2 separate regions of the Mus musculus genome follow, and region 1 is linked to region 2. Evidence: chromatin contacts called from public HiChIP or PLAC-seq data. All regions are on one chromosome and are shown on one strand. Each heading gives the region's core, a stretch centred on a gene start, on an enhancer-like site or on the middle of the called end of the contact. The rest is flanking DNA. Distances are from core to core; before and after follow the strand shown. Region 1 overlaps Bach2 (BTB and CNC homology, basic leucine zipper transcription factor 2). Region 2 overlaps Gm42266 (a long non-coding RNA gene).

Region 1 (4,251 bases), core at 600-3,099, 340 kb before region 2:
GGCCCTTGTTGTCAAGTCTCTATTCTAAGCACACCAGTCTGTAGAACTTCAGCCATTCCTGAAGAATTCACATGAAAAGCCTTTGCCATTTTTTTTTTGAGGGGTTGGGGGTGGGAGTGGGGCAAGGATCTGAATAAATAGGTCGGCATTATTTTAAGAGCAGACTGCAGAATCTCGGAGGGCAGGCGAGCAGAAGAGGCAAAGGAATGCTAACGAATAGTGTCAAAGCTGCCGGGGCGTGCTCTTGAGGAACAAAATATGCTTAGAATGTATGTCTCAAACAGAGCTGTTTTTGGGGCAAAGAATAGAGAGAAAATTGGCTTAAAAAAAAAAAAGGAAAGGCGGCTTGTGAAACTTAGTGACACGTCAGAGGTCACTGGCAAAAAATGTCTGGGAACCACTGTTACACTCTGGCTGAACCTTGCAGGGCTGCGTCCACTAATTCCGTGTCACGTGTCACTGTGAACAGGGCCACATCCTCAGTATCACTCTTCTCTTTCTCTCGCTGAAACTCCCATCAGCACCAAGAGCAGGATGAGCCCCCTTATATGCTCTGGGAGGGAGTGGGAGCCCGAGCAAAAGTCACTGCAGCTTGGAAATTAACATTTTCCCTCTGAGCCGGCAGACACCAACTTTCAGTGAGTTAATTTGTAAACTGAAAAGTTCCATGACAAGGTTTTTATAAGGCACTCTAATGATCCTATTGTGAGATAGCTAGCAGAACCCGGGACCTGCTTCATCCCTCTGCTGGATGGCTTCGTTTCTTACCTCTGTTAGCCACGAGTTAGATACATGTTGGCCTTAGGTCCTAAGCAACTGGAGCCCTTTGCAGAAAGTCCACCCAACTGTTTGTCCCTTTTCCCACCTGCTTCTTGTATAGATTTTTCCATTTCAGTTACTGGTAAGTCACAACTGTCTAATCAACAGTTATCCTGGATTCTTCTCTCTCTCTCTTTGCAGTCTTCCTTTGTGCCAACTACCTTTTTCCTGGACTATCACAGTAGACACTACTTGTATCCTGTTCTGTCCTTGGCCCTTGGCAGGCAAGTCTCAACTCTGCATTTAATGCTTCCATTTGAAAGGAGATGCTAACAGTCTTTCTTTCTTCCTTCCTTCTTCCCTTCCTTCCTTCTTTCTTTCCTCTCTCTCTCAATCTCTCTCCCTCCCTTCCGTCATATGTGTGTGCATGCACACACACACACACACACACACGAGCACGTGTGTGTGCACACATGCATGTGGGCACATGCATCCCACCGTGCATATATGGAGGTCAGAGGAGAAACACGGGGATCAGTCCTTGTCTTTTATTTTGGTTGAGATAGTCTCTTGCTCCCTGCCTCCATGCTGGCTTCTCTGATTGCTGTAGGAGCACTGGGATTGCCGCCACACACGCCTGGCTTGACATGGCTTCTGGGGATTCAGACTTAGGACCTTGAACTTGCATGGTGGGGTGGTTTGAGTGAGAATCCCCCACGCAACCAAAGGCTCATATATTTTAAGGTTTGGTCCCAGTTGGTTTAAGATAAGTTAGCAGGTATGGCCTTGTTGGAGAAGGTGTGTCACTGGGTGTGGGCTTTGAGGTCTCAGAAAGCCCATGCCATGCCCAGTCTCCCTCTCTCCCCTCCATCCTTCCTTCTCTCACCCCCCCCCCCCACCCTGCCCTCCGGCCCTTGCTCCCTGCCTGTCTGCCTAGGCACCTGACTACTGCCATGCAGGCCGTTGACTAGTCCTCTGAAACTGTACGTGAGCCCCCAGTTAAATGCTTCTCTTTGATAAGCTGCCTGGGTCATCACGTTTCTGCATAGCAACACAACAGTAACAGGATTTGGCAAGTGCTTTACTCAGTGAGCTCACCCGAGGCCCTGCTATTTGTTTACTGAATGACTGTCATTCTGAGTAAGTGACATGGAATCCTAGCTTAGTTTAGATTTGTTTTTCTCTAATGCTAGTGAGCTTCAACATTTTTTCCATGTTTACTGGCCATTTGTAGTTCATCTTCTGAGAACTTTGTTTCACCAGCTCATTTATTGATGGTGCCATTTGATTTCTTGTGGTTTTCTGAGTTCTTTTACTCTATATATTTACTCTCAGCCAGCTAGCCAGCCAGCCAGCCAGCCAGCCAGCCAGCCAGCCAGCCAGCCAGCCAGCCAGCCAGCCAGCCAGTCAGCCAGTCAGTCAGTCAGTCAGTCAGTCAGTCAGTCAGTCAGCCAGCCAGCCAGCCAGTCAGTCAGTCAGCCAGTCTGTCAGTCAGTTAGTCAGTCAGTTAGCTCCCTTGCTGTACAGAAGCCCCTTCAGTTTCACGAGGTTCCATTTGTCCACTGTTGGCCTTGATCCCTGAGCCTTTGTCTATGCTTATATCTCAGAGTTTTCCCTATTTTTCCCCCTCAGAGTTTCATGTACTACATAATAAGGCCTTTGACCCATTTGCAGGTTGTTTGTTTGTTTGTTTTTGTACAGACTGAGAGGGAGAGAGTTCTGGTTCCATTCTTCTATACATGTGGCTGTCCAGTTTTCCACCCCTGTTGAAGAGGCTGTCTTCCTTAGACATACAAGATGATGTCACTTTTTCTCAGTTACTATCTGTAATATTATTCTGCTTTATTTTGCTTCTAGCACTTATTGTAATTGAAATGATCACATTTCCTTATTTGTTTTACATGCTAAATATAGGCCCATGAGAGTGGCTGTTGACTGTGTTTCCCCATGGCTAAATACTCTGCCTTAAAACGCGACTGGGCACGGCACGGGTACTCAGTAGAAATTTCTCTTCTCCCCTCCTCCCTTTTCCTGTAACCTCTCTTCCCCCTCTTTCAGTTCCTTCTTCTCCTCCCTCCATTCTCCTTCCCACCCCTTTCTTCTTCTCCTCCCCTCCCTACCTTCCTTCCACCCCAGCCTCCTTCACGCTGGGAATAGGTGCTTAGGCTAACCTCAAATTCCTAGGCTCAAGAGGACCCTGTGTCTCAGCCTCTCAAGCAGCAGAGGCAACAGCCATGAGCTGACGACTTGGCTCAGGAGGGACTTCTTGAAAGACCACGACACTATAGAAAACAAACAAGCAAACAAACACAACACAACTCCAGTTTTTTCCCAACCCCCCCTTTTTTTTGTTAAACCAGAAAATTCTGATTCACAGAAAAGATGAAAGAGATGCACCACCGCCATCTATATTTATCTGGGGGTGAATCTGGGATTCTGGAAGGAGATGGATTTATGCTAAATTGCTAAATTTTGCCAAGTTTCATGCCCTCCTTTTTTTATAAATATCTATCTATACTTGTAAGATCACATAGAAATCTCGCCCTCTTCCTCCCCAACCATCTGAGAGTAAGTCCTGACACTATGACATTTTAACTCCAAGTACTTCGCCATGCAACTGAGAACAAGAACAATATCCAGAGAAAGCAATGTTGAAACCATAGGCAAAGCTCTCCCAGTTTATATTTAGCTTCTACCTGCTCTGGATGCCCTTCAGGGTCGCAGTATAGGCCAGATGACACACTGCATTTGGGCTTGCTAGCTCCCTCTAATCTAGGACACTTCCCATCACCCTGTCTCTGTGACAATGATAATTTTTAAAAGTTCATTCTAGTTTTCTTAAAGAATGATCCACAGATGATATATGCTAATAGCTCTAAATTTAAAAAGGGAAATCTATTTTCCTTCTCTGTTGTTAACAAAAAATTAAAAAATAAAAGTGGGTTCATTTTTTTCTATTTGTCTTTAAATTTCATGTTTGTTGATTATTATCTGTTAAAATCTATTTTAAAGGTTTTACTTTGTAGAATATCTAAGATGTTCAGATCAACAGTGGATTCAAAGGTGCAGTCAGTTTCTCTCGTGACAGCGCACTCACAGTGTCCAATCACGCTGCAGTGGCCTTTCCCACTGGTTCATTTCATTTTATTTTTATTTTTTAATAAAAGGTACCTGTGCACATATGTCTATTTATAACCCACACATGCATACATATTCATATAATTATATTCATGAGTTCATTTTTATATTGGAAATGCATATTAGTGTTCCTTGTTTCTTGCAAAGGGAAGCAGGCGACACTGAAGGGAATCCCATTCAAGATTCTAAGGTCTGTAGCACATGCTTCCCAGACTGGATTCAGGCACAAGGTAGCGACAGAGGAAGGCAGCGTGGACGGACCTCAAGGACTCTGATCTAGGAAGGATGCTTCTAGGACCTGGTGGCATCTTTATCGTGTCTTTATTGAATGAAGCACAGCGAAGGATGGGAATG
Region 2 (4,576 bases), core at 1,619-4,118:
TGTGTGTATGTGTGTGTGTGTGAGTTTGTATGTGTTTGTATAAAAAATTGTGTGAGTGTTTGTGTGAGTGTGTGTGGGTTTGTATGAGTGTGTGCTGAGTCTGTGGGGGGGTGGTAGTTGTGTATGTGTGTATGTGTGTGTGGTATGATGTATGTGTATGTGTGGTATATATATATGCGTGTGTATGTATAGTGTGGTGTATATGTATATGGTATGCTGTGTGTATGTCTGTGAGCATATGCGATTGTATGGATGTGTGTGTGTGTGTGTGTGTGAGTGTAGGTTTGTATGTGTGTATGTATGAGTCTGTGGCTGTGTGTGTATGTATGTGTGGTATAGTGTATATGTGTGTGTATGTGTGGTGCATATGTATGTGCATGTGTGGTGTATATGATGTGCTGTCTGTGTCTGAGTGTGTGTTGTAGTGCATGTGTGTGTGTGTGTGTGTGTGGTTAATGGGCCCACAACCAAACTTACACAAATTGCCAGAGGCACTAGTTCCTGTCCCCTGATTAGATTAGAGGCTCACTAAGAGAAAGGCGGTGTTCCTGGAGCATCCACAGGGTGAAGTGAGAGGGAGGAAGCCAGTTGAAGCTCTCAAGTGGCAGCTCTGACTTTTCTCTGTGGGAGCAGCTTTTGTGGAAGTCCACCACAACCAAAGGTTTCCTTGCACAGAGATGGATTTTGAGCAAGTTCATTCATTAGGAACACGGGCATCCTCTTAACTTTCTGTTATACTCCTGTATCACTTTAAAGTCTTTCTAGCTCCCTGGGGTTTTAAGTGCAACAAATCCATACACACACAGCTTTTTCCAATATATCCAGAGCCTCAGGCATCATAAAATTTTATAGCAGAAAGTGACCTTGGAAATGATCTATTTCAATGCTTCATTTCACAGATAGGGAAATTGAGTTATCCAGGGGTTAAACGACTTGTCAAAGGTTAGTATTCAGGAAGAGGTAGAAGCAGGGCTTAAACTCATTTCCTGCCCTCCCCCCCCCCTTTGTCTACCAAAATTATGTGAGATGCTCCCAGAGCTAGGCTGTAAACTAACAAAGAAGGATCTTGCTTCAAGTAGAATGCTGAATTGTGAATGGCCTTACTCTCCCTTTGTGCAGGACAGTAGTCTCTGGTATATATTCAAAGCATATGCTAATGACCACTTTTAAATTCTTGGGCAGTTCTTAAATTTCAAAGGACTAAAACAGCTGCCTAAAGAACATAAAGGGAGTAATGTGGGTTCTTTGTGGAAGGGAGAAGAGGTGTGTCCTTAGGTCTACCCTGTGTTCGCTTTGTCCACTTACCAGCCATTAACAAAAGATATTGTCAGATACTAACGCCAAGGGAATGGTTGCCAATGCCAACAGACCTTGTACACTATTCTCTGGAAGATATAATTTATCCATTGGAGAAATAAAGAACTCCTTTTAGATTTCCAGTGCCCATTTCACACATACACAAACACACACACACACACACACACACACACACCACCACCACCACCACCACCACCACCACCACCACCACCACACCACATGGTCTTAGCATTGTCTTTGATTAATTCAGACCCCTTGAAGTTCACGTCGTCTCAAGAGAAATGTGCTTCTTCTTACTGCAGAGGTTAAGTCTAAAGGAAATTGAGTGTGTTTGCTCGATTTTAGTAGTTTGACCTCTGAATATATGGTCAGCCAGACGGGGAGGTGGGAACAGGCCATCCACAAGCTGAATTAAAGCGGAGTCCTGGCATCGCTCAGGAAAGCCTTCCCCCACCTGCTTCTCATTTCCTCTAGTTATTTCTGGTAATGAAGGTTGGAACTGTGGCTATATATTTTGAAGGTCTTGAAGGTCTATATATTTTTCTCTTATACAATATGCTAGTGATTAAGTATATGTCTCTGTCCACAGGAAAAAGACAAGACCTAAATGTTCCTGAAAGAATAGGAAAACCCCTTTAAGGACATTTCCTTAAAGGTTGACCACACCTGCCTTTCGACTTGCCTCGTACAGTTCTGCTTGGAAGTCTGTCTGCCACAGTGCAGTCTTCTGACCTGGCCATTGTCATCTGAGATAATTCTTATTGTTCTGAATGCTGGCTTTGGCCTTCATGATGGGCCAGAATGGCAAAGCGGAATAATAAAATCCACTCATTTTTAAAGACTGTGGGAGATGTCTCAGGGAGATCGAGGGCATTCGGATGAGAAAACAGCCCTTCCTGAACTCATTTTTTGCTCCAGCTTTTAATTCTCCAGTCATCTCCCAGGCAGGAATGATGTCTGTATCAGAAGAACGGAATGCATGCTCAAAAAAAAATCGCCAATTGGAGCCATCCCTTGGGAGCTTTTAGCATAATTTGTGATTGAGTTCAAGCCTGGAATTTGGCCCGGCCCCTAATCAATCCTTAGGTATTTCTGTTCTTTTCAAATTCCTGGGGCAGGCTGCCCATCTTGTTATGGCCTTCACTTGACATTCTGAAGTACAACATATCGATTGTCACTTTGCTCTCCCCCTGTCTGGTAGCTCCGTAGTTTCTCACTGATGAGAGGGGATATGTGATATGTATTCATGCACACAGGAGCTGCATGCTTGGGATTCACATTGGCCTGCATGTCTGTTGTGCCCAGAAATCATGAGAGGCAGTCAGCTCAGCCCCTCCCTGAAATCTGATGTGTATATATTATGAGGAGGAGTGAAGAGGGCACTTGGATCTATGCATCTGCTTGCAATTTCCTAATGGAATCTGGCAGAAGAGCTTTGAGGTAGGATAGGTTCCAGTAAAAAGCGCGTTCACAGAAGCTCGTCCCCCCAGACTTGACACCTATTTGCCCTCCGAGAGCACTGGGGAGATGAATCACGGAATGAGTCAGCGTTGGGTCAGCAAAGACTAATACCCTGATGAGAAGGGGGAGAAGACTCTAATTGTGTCCTTTTTAATCAGAGCATATGCTTAGAGGAAGAATCGAGGTAGGCAAGGTCCTGAAGGGGAAAGCATTTCATTATCAAAGACCAGGACTTCTGTATCATGCTGGGCTTTGGTGCTGTAGTTTGGACGGGGCGAGCTAGAAATTATCTTAAAGCAGAGAGCATGGAGCTGCCACTGAGACTGGAAGAGAATAGATCTGAGGAGTAGCGGTCTTCCATCTCGGAGTACCACTCTTAGGTGTGGAGAGCATCTCGAGGCTAGAAACACAACTGAGAATGCTTTCTCCGCCTTCGTCGGTGCATCACGGTGGCCCCCTCTTCGTCTGAGTGGACGGGGCTGTAAATTTAAACCAGAGACATCAAAGCAAGCTTTCAAAAGCTCCCTTGTGCCTAAATCCACCCTCTTCAGACCTTGGTCTGCTTTCCATCGTGGTCCAAGTATGACAAGGGTTGTGGGGACGCTTGCACAGTGGAAAGGGGATTTGGTGTCTGTGGTGGCAATCTAAGGAATCGACAAGTCCCAGAACTTAGTGATTCTCTGTGTACAGTTTTCAAATAAATCTCTGTCTACGGGAGTCCCGTGTCCTAAGGTAAATGTAAGAGAGATTCCTTATTTGGGATGTTCACCCAGTTTGCGTGGGACAAGAAGGCCTTTCTATAATGCATATCTTTCTCCAGAATCGGCGTGGATGAAATGCTGCAGTGTCGCTACATAGCCATGGGAACAAACATCCTGACCTTTGAGCATGATGGCTAATCTTGACTGTGCTTGGTTGAATTGAAAGAGGCCCAGATGCACGTAACAACTGTCTGTTGCCACTCAGCTCTAGAAGATCCAGCATCCTCTTCTAGTATCTGAGAGCACTCCACGTGCTTGGTGCACAGACAGACACACAAGCAAAACACTCATATACATAAAATAAGAATAATAAACATAAACGTAGGAGAGAACGCGAAAAAGGAAAGGGGTCTAGATGGATGTGGCACGCCTCTGCATGCATCTATAAAGGGATTTCCAGAGACAACTGGATCATGAGGACTTAGGTCTAATCAATGGCTTATTGCACTTATGGGATCAAAATCTGAATTGACCATTGGGAGGTGGTACAGCCTTGGAAGGTGGACCTGGTTAGGGAAAGAGGTCACGGTGCCTCTGAGAGAATGTCTGGGCTCTGGCCTCTTGTTGCTCTTCTTTTACTCCGAGCCAGCAAGAGGTGGGCAGCCTCTGGTGTGTCCCACCATACCATTTCCACCATTATGTCCAGCTTCACTTTAGGGCCCAGGCAGTGGGTTCAGGGGTCATGTTTTGAAATTGTGACTTAATAAACCTTCCTTCCCCTAAGTTGTTTATGTCAGGTGTTTCACCACAGAGATGAGAACCAAATGCTTACTTTCTTTAAAAAAGATGACCCCATTGTCATTTTCCCCTCAGCAATTGCTGATGGATGTAAATAAGGACCATATTTGTTTAGGGTTCACCTAAGCAGCAAAGCCTTGGTTATGGATATGTCCTTCCTTCAAAATGTTAGGCTTATCTTTATAACTTCAAAATGTTAAGCTTATCTTTTTAACTTCATATGTGTGCTCTGGATTTGCATATTAACTCCCCACTTCCTTCTCCAACCTTTTCCATGCCCCTCCCCAACTCCCTCTCCA

The links. HiChIP or PLAC-seq counts read pairs in DNA pulled down with a chosen protein or histone mark.
Region 1: a contact with region 2 is called in a FOXA1 HiChIP or PLAC-seq map of pancreatic cancer cells. The contact joins two enhancer-like sites. A contact is called at or near these places in 4 of 484 Hi-C or Micro-C datasets (bone marrow-derived macrophages, embryonic fibroblasts, muscle stem cells and 1 more) and 5 of 115 datasets of contacts at active chromatin or transcription factors (the 230-238 cell line, embryonic basal ganglia, embryonic fibroblasts and 1 more).

Annotation. Positions count from the first base shown.
Region 1 is chr4:32,516,924-32,521,174 of GRCm38.p6, reverse strand. All of the region lies in intron 2 of Bach2 (BTB and CNC homology, basic leucine zipper transcription factor 2), which reads right to left. Among named protein-coding and RNA genes, the nearest start is that of Bach2os, 53 kb to the left of the region's middle. Within about 2 kb of position 1,849, at least 71 of the 459 cell types and tissues checked have an H3K27ac peak or open chromatin away from gene starts, as enhancers often do. A contact at or near this core is called in pancreatic cancer cells, where this site is marked.
Region 2 is chr4:32,173,218-32,177,793 of GRCm38.p6, reverse strand. The region is part of intron 1 of Gm42266 (a long non-coding RNA gene); the gene reads left to right. Among named protein-coding and RNA genes, the nearest start is that of Gm42266, 11 kb to the left of the region's middle. Within about 2 kb of position 2,868, at least 22 of the 459 cell types and tissues checked have an H3K27ac peak or open chromatin away from gene starts, as enhancers often do. A contact at or near this core is called in pancreatic cancer cells, where this site is marked.